3 separate regions of the Sus scrofa genome follow, and all the other regions are linked to region 2. A link is a contact called in public HiChIP or PLAC-seq data. All regions are on one chromosome and are shown on one strand. Each heading gives the region's core, a stretch centred on a gene start, on an enhancer-like site or on the middle of the called end of the contact. The rest is flanking DNA. Distances are from core to core; before and after follow the strand shown. Region 1 holds the start of PDGFRL (platelet-derived growth factor receptor-like protein). Region 2 overlaps MTMR7 (myotubularin-related protein 7). Region 3 overlaps PDGFRL (platelet-derived growth factor receptor-like protein).

Region 1 (4,309 bases), core at 1,001-3,500, 230 kb before region 2:
GCCTAAGGTTCAATCCCTGGTCTCAGAAATGAGATCCTGGAGTTCCCTTCATGGCGAAGTGGTTAACGAATCCGACTAGGAACCATGAGGTTTCGGGTTCAGTCCCTGGCCTTGCTCAGTGGGTTAAGGATCTGGTGTTGCGGTGAGCTGCAATGTAGGTTGCAGACGCGGCTCGGATCCCACGTTGCTGTGGCTCTGGCATAAGACCGGTGGCTACAGCTCTGATTCAACCCCTGGCCTGGGAACCTCCATATGCCACAGAAGCGGCCCAAGAAATAGCAAAAAAAAAAAAAAAGAAGAAAAAAAAAGAAATGAGATCCCACCACTGCACGCCAAGGCCGGAAAAAACAAAAACGAAAACAAACTCCCCTGCAAGAAAATCAAAAAACCCAAACAATGAACAAAAAAAACCGAAGCCACAGTGCTATTATCATACCTAAAATGTATCAATTATTTCTTATAAAATAGTCTGTCTTCAATTTCCTCTGAATCTCATAAACGTATATTGTTTGAATGAATTGCATTTGACTTAAATAGATGCAAGTTGATCCAGGCAGATGTTTGTGATCTGGGCGTGAGGTGGCCGGGAGAATCAGGAGGCTGAGGCTGCTCCCTGAGCCTCTGCGGCAGGCAGGTGTCTTGAGTGAATTGTGTAATCAAGTGGATGGGCCATTTGAAATTATTTTGTCTGACCATCTCTGGCCCTATGCAAAAAAATGATACCAAATACTGCATTTCTGTCACTTCAGCCATCACATATGAGGACCTGCCAGGAGCAATTTAATACTGCATTTGACCACACGAAAGCAAGCCAACTGCTGTCTAGGCAGAGGACCCATTCTTCCCCAGCAGACCGGCTGCTACACTTTACTCAGCAAGGCTCTAGGCTTAAGGAACTTCACATTCAACTTCAAGCCCAACAACTATTATAGACTTTGCAAACCAGAATGTGGTGTTTTTCTGGCAAACGCTTCTAGTTTCACGGGAAAGGAGGGAACTGGTCAGGACTGAGTAGTGGATAAAATGTGAGCCAGGTTGAACTGGATCCAGCATGAGGTTGCATAACAGTAAAAGCTGCTTTTCAACCAAAACTAAACAAAAATAGTGACTATAGAGTAGACTTCCAAGAGAGATTTCAGGATATACCAGATGCAAATATACTGTACAATTAACACCAATCGAAAAATAATAGAGCCAACCAAACAATCACCAACACACAGAAATAATAGACAGAAATATAACAACAGACACCCCCCCACACACACACACACACAAACAAATCCTGACCCTATGGCTTTGAATCTACACAACAGGGTGGGTCCAGGACAGGCACACATTCAAAAAGTGCAGTGGCACAAGGGCCCCCATATGCTGTACAAAAATCGATTTTCTTCCTCTTTTCCTTCCAATCAGATAAGAAGAGTAAGAGCTGTGGGGTTTTGAGTTGTTTTGAAAAGGCTTAATATCCAGAAATATCTGCCTAAGATTCAGGCACATCTTTCAGGATTCAAGCCCAAGTTGGTATAGGGAACAAATATAGGACTCAGATGGGGAAGGAAGACAAGTGGGGGAGGAATTTTGTAAAAGAATCAGCTTAGGGGGCACCCGCCCTCAGAAGCTGGGATCCCTAGCGAACCGAGGAGGTGAGCGGATCCGCTGCACCGCGCCTCCTCCCAGACCGACACGTTGACACTAGGGGCTGGACCAGGCGCTGCCTGGGTATGTTTGGTTTGCTGGCTGCCTAGGGCTTTCCAGCGGCGCAGGAGCGGTTCTGGTGGGAATCCTAGGGGTCGGGACAGCTGTCACCGTTTCTGGAGCTCCAAGTGAGTGGGGTGGAGGGAGTAAGGAGACCCTACTAGGAGCGGGCAAGTGCACGGGACAGGAGTGGCTCCAGGGCCGGCCGGAAAGGTCTAAAGTTAGAGAAGAGATGGAGGATCACGAGGGATCGGGGATAAGGTCCGGGCACAAGCCGGCTAGCCGCCTACCTAGAGTCACTCACCATCCTCCAGCGCTTCGTGCACAAGCAGGAGACCCAGCAGCAGCCAAACCTTCATTTTCAGGGCAAGCGGTGGGGGTCGAGGTTCTGCGGAAAGCTGGTCCGAGGCGCTCGGACAGCGCAGGGCGAGGGCAGGGGCGCCGGGGGAGGCAGCGGGAGAGGGGCGGGCGCCTGGGACGCCACAGCCGGAGGATTCGGTTTCATGAGGAAGAGAACACAGATTTGGGGGGAAAGTTTGGGGATTTTTTTTTTTTTTTTTTTTTTTTTTTTTTTTTTTAATTCTGTGTAATGTAACCTCTCCTGCCCCCTGGCGGAACCGTGAAGCGCGGCGCTTTTTCCTGGCGCCGAGAGCGAGCGAGGGACGAGGGTGAAATGTTAATTACAAAAGTCAATGAGTTTCCCCAACGCTCGGCATTTTATCAAGTTTACCAACTGCACGAAGGCCCATCGAAATCCTGCTGGTACTGACGGGGTCGCACTTAACCAGAATTGTCCAAATGTCACCAGTGCTCCTCACCAGCCTTAATGCTCTGTAAAAAGTGCCCCTTTTTCTTCCTTCTCAGCAGGTCTTTTCCTAACAAGACCATTGCCTCGGTTGTCCTGGCTCTGCCGGACACGGGCATATCCCTTGCAGCTGAGACCTTAGAGTCCTGGGGTTCTCCAGTGGCAAAGGTACTCTGCCTTGGGGGGACCCATCACAGTCTGGCTCCCTCCCCAGGGTCTGGTGGAGGTTTTAGAGAAACTTCTTTTATTCAGCAATCCCAGTGCCTACACAAGACTCAAGAGTCCAGGAGGGACTGTGCCAGAAAAGAGTCAAGTGACAGCATCATGGCCTCCTTCCTGACTCCTTGAAGTCCACTCCTTGGCTCTTACTCTGTCTACACCATCTTCCCCTCAACCCTGCACAGCCCCAGGTGCTGCCGGGTCTTGGTGCTGACTGTGCTTCACGTCCAGCCCTCTTTGCCACCATGGTCGCTCCACTCAGGCTCCTATCTTCTGTCACCAGGAAGTGGCCACCGCCTCTTAGTTGGTCTCCCTGCCCTCTCTTTCTCACTCCTCAATCCACACTTTCCCCAACAGTTGGAGCTATCCTCAAATACAACTCTAAAAATATATCTATCCCAACTAAAACCCTTCAGAAATTCTCCAGAGTTCTCAGGATGCAGGTCCTCTGCAGCTGCTCCCCATCCTGTCCTGCCCTCCACACAAACATTACCCTCCATCACCCCCAACCCCCCACCGCCCCCAGGGGGTTCACCACTCCTGCTGCCCGCCCCCCAAGTCCCCTTCCTCCTTTTACCAGTGGCCTGTCCTCTCCCCATCCCCCAGTCCCTGGCCTAAACCTAACTCCTCCTTCGAGGCTTAGCTCAAGCCTCACCTCCTCCTCGCTCAGCCTAAGCGCTTCTCTAGAATAAACACCTCATGGTAGCAGCTACAACAAAAATAGTTTGTTGTGCTTCTTTCTCCTGCACCATCCCAAGTTCAAGGGCAGGAAATATGTCCTATTAAGTTTTGTATTCCACAAGTTTCTAAAAAGTAATAATTATTTTATGTTCCAAGCAGAGCATAGAACCCTTCCCATGCATTTCTTGGTCTCCTATTAACAACAAGCCTATGAGGGAAGCTGTGTGGTTGGTAGCATCCCCATTTGACGGGTGAGGACACCCAAAGTCAAACTGGTAGGAAGTCATAATCCAGATTCTGTGTGACCTCCCACTTCTCTGGGTGGAACCCTCACTCTAAGGTTAAAACAAGCTGTTGAAATTACAGCACATGAAAGCTTTTAAACAGGGCCCGCCTGGCATCCCGTCATGGCTCAGGGTTAACGAACACAACTAGCATTCATGAGGACTCGGGTTCCAACCCTGGCCTGGCTCAGTGGGTTAAAGATCCAGCGTTGCCTGAGCTGTGGTGTAGGTCTTGGATCCCCTGCACCTGTGGCTGTGGTGTAGGCTGGCAGCTGTAGCTCCATTGAATCCCTAGCCTGGGAACTTTCGTATGTCGTGAGTGCCCCCTAAAAAGACAAAAAAAAAAAGTGGGTTCCGACTGAGCTGACCACCACGTTGCCCTTCTTAAGCCCCCAGATTGGAGATGGTAACCTGATGACAGGACCCCCCCCCCCCATATGAATGGAACCGCCAATCACTCTGTGGAGAAAGGGAACAGGGCCGTCTGTTCCCTCTTTTGCAGGAGCCAGGAGGAGGAATGGCAGCCATTGAAGTAGCCATTAAAAAAAAAAAAAAAAAAAACCCAGCAAAAAAGCAGCTAACATTGTAATGAATTTTTAAAAGCTGTGTGCAGATGGGCATGAAA
Region 2 (4,268 bases), core at 416-2,915:
AGATTCGCCTGCTGATGTAAGAGCCAACAATCCAAGTGTGTAGTGCGTTCTGTAAAGCTTCTGGGCAGTGTGGCAGCTGTTGAGCCAGGCATAGTCCAGATTTAAAATAAATTAATCCAAAGGATTCGATTGGAAGGGTGTATTTAGCACTAAGTGTGTTTGCTCTCAGTGATAAGAAGTTTGATGCTGATCCATTAAAGAAAATTGGTGTCTCATATATGTTGCGTCCTCTTCCTGTTCACCCAGGTGCACACCTTCACAGGAACTTTAAACTGTTTGCTCAGAGCTTTCATTCTTTTAAAGATCACGTCTGTTGATTTTTGTTCCTCTGTAGCCAGGAGACCAGGTGGGTCTGTGTTTGCTGTGGGCAGTGGGCAGCAAACGGGGCCCTGGCCAGGTTTGCCCACAGGTTTAATGCAAAGAGAAAGGTTAGAAATCATTCTTGTCCTTGGAGCGAGGCTCATCCTGTCCAGGTGAAAGATTCTGAATTGCTTGTTGACATTAAAATTTCAGGAGGCAGTGAGGTCCTCAGCTTGAACTGGGTATCCATTTAAAAAAAAAAATGCCACACCCCTGAGGTCAAATGCTCCCACTAGGATTTGGTACATTAAGAAGCTATGAGATGCTGTGGTGTGGACACCATCTTTGCGGAATTGTTAAAATGAGATCCCGGTCTTTTTATCTCAGCTTCATTCAGGACTTTATCATTACTTCGTTCTAGGAGTTTACTGAGCTTCTTCCTTCAATTCTTCTACCACTCCTGCAAATTAGGAGCTGTTCTTTCCTTTGTATGGATGAAATCTGAGGTTTAGAGAGGTTAAATCATTCGCCCAAGGTCACACAGTTGAGGTCAGAGCGCAGATTCAGATCTAGGCTTATCCAAGCTGAGCCCACACTTCTGTTAGATTGTGGTGCTGTCCATTGACCACGGTCTCCAGGGGAGCCTCCTGTCCACTCTCGGGCTCAGGGAGGTTGCCCCTCTGTGCACATTCCCAGGGAGGCTGGAAAGTCAGAGTGGAAGGACAAACTGCAGACTTATAGAAGATCAGACACTCAGCCTTCTGTGCTGGCTCCTCCTCCAGAGATAACTTTATTTTGATGGCCTCTGATTTCACCTCAGAAGTGCTCCTTTTGCTGTGCAACAGTATGTCTCATTGAAAGTTTTTCTGCTTCTCTGGAATCCATAGCCAGGTGGTTTCCACTCACCGAATCCTCTGAGGGGATGTTTAGGAGAATCAGCTATAAAGATTGGAGTGCAAGACACAAGAGAAGCGAGGATGTGACTTGCTCGTGTGTGTCACAGACTTGCTGGTGGCCGCCACGGCATTGAGCTGGGGAAATGAAGAGGCAGCGGGGTTTAGTGCAGTGGGCCCTCTGCTTTACCTCTCTAGCAGGACAAGGATGGGATGACCTGTAGGTCAGGAGGACACTGAGAAAGGAAGTTACACGTGAGCCGTCTAGCTGGTGTCCTCTTCCCCCTGGAGGTCCCAGCTGCTTGTGACTGTGGGTTACCCGCTGGGGAGGGAAGCCGAGGCCTTGGGACAGGCCCACGCCAAGGTAGGTCTCCCATGTGTGCCTCGTGAACTGTGTACCTCCTCCCCAACCCACCCAAGGATTGGACACACCCTAGCTGCTGTGCGCACCCTCGGATTTGGACACTTAGGCTAGAGAGGCAGTGATGCTTTGTGTTAACCAAAAGGCGGTGATGGCTGATGGAGAGAATGACAGTCTTGTCCAGCTTCACAAAGAGATGTTTCTGTCCTCCCCCCTCCCCAATATCCAGATAGAACCTAGAGAAAAAGGAAAAAGAGAAAGTACCAGAGCAGACCCTTCACCAGTCCAAACAGCCTATAATGATGCAAAGAGATACTTCTGCATCATACATGAGGCTGGGATTTTAACTGGAGTTAACGGTGACTTCCTGACTGTGATCAGAAAGCTATTCGTTCTTCCTTCGGGGAGGAAAGGAGGATTTTGATTAGCACAGTTGTAGACAGCAGTCGCAAGAAATAAAATCACCTCTTCTTTTCACGTTTATGTCACAAGTTAAATTCTTCCTTTCATCAGATGCAGATGGAGAGAAGAGGACTGTTAAGTGACACCCTAGGCGAGGGTGTGGCCTGGTCCTCCTGCCAAGATCAACTGCAGTTCCCACTTTCCAGCCACGTCAGATCAGTTCTGTCATTGAGGGACAGGATGTACTCTGCTGAAAGTGGAGACTCCGAGACTAGGAGAGGCACTGGACTGACCTTTAACTTGATATGAAGTTCATCGTTGACTGAGTTTCCGTGGTTTTAATATATTTGATTGATGATTTAAAATTGGAAGGGGAAAAAATTATAAAAAAAAGAAAAAAATATTATTAACAATTACATTTTCTCAAAATAAAATAAAATAAAATTGGAAGGGGAAAAATTTTCTTTCTGTTTTTTAACATTCTTGGCCTGTTCACCTCTTGATTTCACTCTGTTCCTCAGGCGTTTATTTGGTGGGTCAGCCTTTCGGTAAATCTTCCTTGGGGGCCAGTTCTGTGGCAGCTGGAGGCCTAGGCTTGTGGTCATCAGTGGTCTCCACAGGCTTGCTGTGGCGACCAGGTGCTCTGCTCCGTTCCGGTGGATCTTCTCTGTCATGGATACAAAAGTCTCAAGTGTTTCAATTGAGTCTGCTCGGCAGCCTTCAGTGGCTCTTAACTGTCACAGATGAAGGCAGCACTTCTTGACTCTGGCTTGTTCACAGAGGAGCCTGATCATTTCCAGCCTCCCCTCTTGCTGCTGCCGCCACACTTGAACCTTCCTCGGTGTCAGCCCTGGTCGGCTTGCCGATTCCCACCTGCTCCTTGATTTGGTCCCCACCTGTTTCCTCCTCATCACTTCATCTGGGATGCCCTCCGCCTTTCTCCCCATCCTTCCTTCCTTCTCAAGTCTCCCTTCTATCATGAAATGATACCCCTGATGCCCCCACGGGGCTGCTCCAGGTTCTAACTCCTGCCTCTGCCTCCAGCAGACACTTGGCTCCTCCCAGTCCTGGCGGCTCTTGTCTCTGCTGTTACTTGGTGTCATGTGCTTGTGTTTCTATACTTGATGATCAGCTTGTGGCTTCAGAGAAGCTTCTTTTTCCCACATTTTTATTCTGTGCAGTGCCTGGCATGCAGTAGGTATTGGTTAAGTGTTTGTTGAGAAACAAGAGAGTTTTTCTGTTTGATGTATGAGCTTTTCTTTGCACCCAGAGATGTAGAGAGGATCACGCAATAGCCTTGGGTTAGAAAACAGGGCATGTTTTCCATTTCCACTTTTCAGTCGTCTGTTGTGTTCCTTAAGCATAGATTGAAATTGGACTGCAGTTACCTCCATTGTTTTATCTATTTGAGCATTTTTTTAAAAATTAAAGTTTGTATTTTGGGATTGTTTTAGATTCACATGCAGTTGTAGGAAATATTACAGAGATACCATGTCTCTTTTGCCCACTTTCCCCCAATGGTAATGTCTTGCAAAAACTGGTGCAATAATGCAACCAGGATATTGACATCACACAATCCTCCAACCTTGTGTGTGTCTGTGTTTGTGTATGTCTGTGTGTGTGTGTATTTAGCTGTATAAAATTTTATCACATACGTATGTTTGTATATTCAGGACCCCAGTCAAGGTATAGAACTATTACATCACCAAAAATAACCCCTACTCTCTTCTCTATAAGCTTGTCATTTCAGAAACACTAATATAGTTGAAAATAAAGAGTATGTGACCTTTTGAGGTTGGTTTCTTTCACTATTTAAGAATTGTTAGGAGCAAAATGAATAGCTTTTTCTTTGGATGTGAAATGGAATTCTCAGCTTAAGGGACAGAACTTAGTATTTTATTGATACAAGAGATATTTTATCTAAATGAATATACCCCTTGATCCAAGATAGCTTCTGAATTTTTGTTAATTATAAAACAGTGTTTCCTGCTTTGAGGGTTCAGGTCAGGCCCTATAAATACATGGAAACCTTGAGAAAGTACACTTGAGATGGTAGATTAAATACTGCCACCTTCTGTTCATTATGAGAAGTACCATTGACTTAAGAGGCCATCTTGTATTGCTCCTTTGCTTTTAAAGAAGACCATCAATAAATTCTCCCAGGTCATAGGTCATCAGCTGTTTAAAAGATGTGAACATAGAGTCCTGATTATAGGTTAAAATAATAATAGTATTTTGGTGTTGACTCAATGCACAATTTAAAAAGAGTACCTCTGGTATGTAGGCTTAACTTAAACAGTTAAAGATAACAG
Region 3 (3,926 bases), core at 1,308-3,807, 250 kb before region 2:
ATAGAGGAATGGATAAAGAAGACGTGGTACATATATATAATGTAATATTACTCAGTCATTAAAAAGAACGAAATAACGCCATTTGCAGCAACTTGGATGGGTCTAGAGATCATTGTACTAAGTGAAATAAGTCAGAGAAAGACAAATACATGAGATGACTAATAATGTAGAGTCTAATAAAAAAGATACAGGACATTTATTCACAAAAAAAGAAATAGACTCAAAGATTTCTAAATATAAAATAGGTAAGTAAAAACGACCTACAGTATAGCACAGGGAAATCTATTCAATTCTGTGTACTAACCTATATGGAAAAAGAATCTGAAAAGGAATGGACATATGTATAGGTATAATTGATTCACTTTGCTCTACACCTGAAAGTAACACAACAGTGTAAGTCAACTACACCACAATAAAATTGAAAAAAAAATTTAATTAAAAAAAAGTTTGTGGCATTCCTATAGCATCTTTGGTTTAATGCATTGACTTGACTTTATTATCATTATCTTACTGTATTTTAATGCAGTGAAACACATCTAGGATAACCAAAGCTGGACTTAAAAGAATGCTCAAGAAAGTAAATATTTTGGTTAACAAAACTTTCTTTTAAAGTAAGAGCAGAAAACATTCTCTCTCCAAAACTCAGTAATGTACTTCTACCTGTTTTCCCACTTTGATGACTAGCTGACTGGGACAGCTGGATGTGGGGACAGCTACATCACGGGACCCTTAACCTGGTTATGAGTAAGCACTTCACAGTATCACGGACATCTAGAGTTTGTGCAAGACTGCAATATATGTCTGAAACAATTTTTTAAAAAAATAAAATTCTGGAGTTCCCGTCGTGGCGCAGTGGTTACGAATCCAACTAGGAACCAGAAGGTTGTGGGTTCGATCCCTGCCCTTGCTCAGTGGGTTAAGGATCTGGCGTTGCCGTGAGCTGTGGTGTAGGCTGCAGACGCGGCTTGGATCCTGCGTTGCTGTGGCTCTGGCGTAGGCCGGTGGCTACAGCTTCGATTCAGCCCCTAGCCTGGGAACCTCCATATGCCAAGGGAGCGGCCCAAGAAATAGCAAAAAGACAAAATAAAATAAAATAAAATAAAATAAAATAAAATAAAACAAAACAAAACAAAACAAAACAAAACAAAACAAAACAAAACAAAACAAAACAAAACAAATAATAAAATTTTTGGAGTTCCTTGGTGGCACAGCAGGTTAAGGATCTGGCACTGTCACTGCCGTGGCATGGGCTCCATTCCTGTTCCCGGAATTTCCACATGCTGCAGCCTTGGGCAAAAAACAAACAAAATTTCTTGCAAACCTGGCTGTTTTCTTGTGATTTCCCTCCTTTGGGTACAGTCTTGTGAGTAAAAACAGCTCATCTTTATTGAGATGTCTCAGTGCATGTGCCAATGCTTCACTTGCATGACCTCATTCTATCCTGACAGCTATGGGGCTGTTCCTATTATTTCTCCCTCTCCCACAACTCACGTCCTGAATGGAACAGGCCGTGTTTTTCTGCAACCTGAATGCTGTGGGAACAGCTAGAACACCCGTCCTGCATCCTGTCTCACTCACCAATTCACCTCTTGGGAGACGTTGGCACTTCTGGCGCTGGTGCCATTGGGTCTGGAAAGAGAAAGCTCTACCTTCAGGGCGGGATAAATTATTTATTTTTAACCTGATTGTTTTCTGGGGGTGACATCCATTTGAAGGTCAATATCAGAGTCTGGCTGAAGCATAGACTTTCAATTTCCCACGGCAAATTGGGCCCCAAGGGCACCTCCAGGTAAGTACAAAAACAAAGGGAGGGCACCAAAGATTTTCATGGAACTCAACGTCTTCGTACGTCCGGCTCAGAAAATCAAGTAAAATGAGCTTTGAAGGAAACGGAGTTTGAATTTTAAAAACACCTGTATGACAATACAAATGTCTCACTGCCACTGAACTGCACACTTGAAAATGGTTAAAATGGTAAATTTGGTGGTTACCAAACAAACATCACATTTTGTTTGCTAAACAAAAAATAATAAAATAAAAGTGAAGGAAAAAGAAAAGGGTATCTTCCGCAGTACAACACCAAAGTTAAGACGGACAATGTTTACCAAAGTCTGTGCAGATTCTATCATAAACACTTCTCAACATCTTTCTCTGTTCTTTTAAAAGGTCCCCCGGACCCCCTCCTCTGGGGTTCTGGGAGTCAGGACTGGACTGGCCTGGAGCCCGTTGTCTGCTTCCTCGGCCCACCCTCCCTTTGTGTGTCTGTGGGTGGAGTAAGCCATTGCCAACTGCAGCCAAACGAAAACCCATTTGCCCTCCCTTGTTTTGAGAAGCTATTTATTGTTTTCAGAGGAACCAGCCATCAAAGAGATCTCCTGCGCTCCACCCACTCCTCTGAACTTAACATTTCTTGACTGAAAAATACTAACATCCCACCCGAGGCCCCAGAAACATCCTGAAAGACGATATCTGGACCTGATTTTCCAGGGAGCAGCCCAGGCTTCTTTATGAGCACAGCAGCCAGCTTGTTTTCACGGCTGTGACACTGCCAACTTGCTCGCTTCACTCTCCAGCATCTCCCTCTTCTTACCCGGCACTGATTTATATTTGAGCCACCATCCAGAACACTTATTCTAAGTTACTTCTTATCTTTTTCCTTGGCTCAATCTCGTGCCAAGAATTCCTCTGCTCTAATTTCTGGGAGTATGTTATGATGAGATTGAAGAAACAAAATGTTTCCAGAGAAGAGGAAAATGGATGGTGTTGATCACATGGTGCAAACTGGTGCAAAACATTCTCTCTCTCTCTTTTTTTTTTTTTTTTTTTTTTTGTCTTTTTTAGGGCCACATCTGAGACATATGGAAGTTCCCAGGCTAGAGGTCCAATTGCAGCTGCAGATGCCAGCCTATACCACAGCTACAGCAAGGTGGGATCCAAGCCGTGTCTGCAACTCACGGCAGCTTGGATCCTCTAACCCACTGAGTGAGGCCAGGAATTGAACACTAGTCCTAATGCATCCTAGTCAGGCTCGTTACTGCTGAGCCACAATGGGAACTTCCAGAACATTCTTACATTAATGTTTTTTATATTATCAACAAAATAAAAGCAAAAAATTTAAAAGATACACATTGCAAAGACATGTTAGGTCCAGGGAGAGGTCTGTGGACCCCTGTTTGTGGAAAGTGGGCATGGGGTGCATGGAGAGTGGGTCCACCTGAGACTTGGCAGTGATGCTGCCTTTTCCTAAAGGCAGTGAGGGGTTACAGCCCTCATGCTGTGTGTGTGGCCCTCTGTACTTTCTTAGTGTATCGCAACTGCCCTTGGATTTTTTACTCTGACTTCCTCAGTGTGGCTAACAGGCCCTCCCTCCCTGGTCTGACTGCCCCTCATCTTCCAGCAACCGCTCTCCTTGGTCACCTCCTGTCTCCTCCCCTGACTCAAGCCACCCCACCCCCTCCCACACACCCTCAGTGCTCCAGGGGTGACAGCCACTCCATCTCAGAGGAAGACCCCCATGCTGTTCCTTCCTTCTGGAATGTTCTTACACTCCTCTCCTCCCCACTTTGTTTCCTGGTTAACTCCCAGCTCTCATGTATTAGCTTGAGTTTTCTCCTTCCAGATCCTGTACTCCTTCTAGCAAGGCACTCACACAGCTATACGTTAAATTGGCTTAGCTAATAATCTGTCTTCCCACAAGACTAAAAGCTCTGTGGGAAGAGAGGTTGTGTCCATCTCGGTCACCATCGCATCTCCAGCATCACCCTAGGATGGGAACTTGACTATCATGGGTGAAAAAAATAACTGTTGGAAAAAAGGAATAGAATAATTAAGGGAGGGCAGAGGCGGGAGTATGTGGGCAGAGGAGCCGGGAAACAACGTTTAGTAAATTAACTATTGTCATATATATAGTGTCATATATATACATA

The links. HiChIP or PLAC-seq counts read pairs in DNA pulled down with a chosen protein or histone mark.
Region 1: an H3K27ac HiChIP or PLAC-seq map of skeletal muscle shows a contact between it and region 2. The contact joins the promoter of PDGFRL here to the enhancer-like site in region 2. A contact is called at or near these places in 2 of 5 promoter capture datasets (fetal liver and liver), 13 of 47 Hi-C or Micro-C datasets (alveolar macrophages, embryonic fibroblasts, fetal heart ventricle and 6 more) and 1 of 2 datasets of contacts at active chromatin or transcription factors (skeletal muscle).
Region 3: a contact with region 2 is called in an H3K27ac HiChIP or PLAC-seq map of skeletal muscle. The contact joins two enhancer-like sites. A contact is called at or near these places in 8 of 47 Hi-C or Micro-C datasets (embryonic fibroblasts, psoas muscle, retroperitoneal adipose tissue and 2 more) and 1 of 2 datasets of contacts at active chromatin or transcription factors (skeletal muscle).

The regions. Positions count from the first base shown.
Region 1 is chr17:5,276,813-5,281,121 of Sscrofa11.1, reverse strand. It overlaps PDGFRL (platelet-derived growth factor receptor-like protein), which reads right to left and starts at 2,250. Exons shown (of 6, transcript XM_021077996.1): 1 at 2,000-2,250. The coding sequence starts at 2,054.
Region 2 is chr17:5,045,193-5,049,460 of Sscrofa11.1, reverse strand. All of the region lies in intron 7 of MTMR7 (myotubularin-related protein 7), which reads left to right. Among named protein-coding and RNA genes, the nearest start is that of MTMR7, 75 kb to the left of the region's middle. Within about 2 kb of position 1,665, at least 11 of the 83 cell types and tissues checked have an H3K27ac peak or open chromatin away from gene starts, as enhancers often do. A contact at or near this core is called in retroperitoneal adipose tissue and skeletal muscle, where this site is marked.
Region 3 is chr17:5,297,657-5,301,582 of Sscrofa11.1, reverse strand. The region is part of intron 2 of PDGFRL (platelet-derived growth factor receptor-like protein); the gene reads right to left. Among named protein-coding and RNA genes, the nearest start is that of PDGFRL, 21 kb to the right of the region's middle. Within about 2 kb of position 2,557, at least 30 of the 83 cell types and tissues checked have an H3K27ac peak or open chromatin away from gene starts, as enhancers often do. A contact at or near this core is called in retroperitoneal adipose tissue and skeletal muscle, where this site is marked.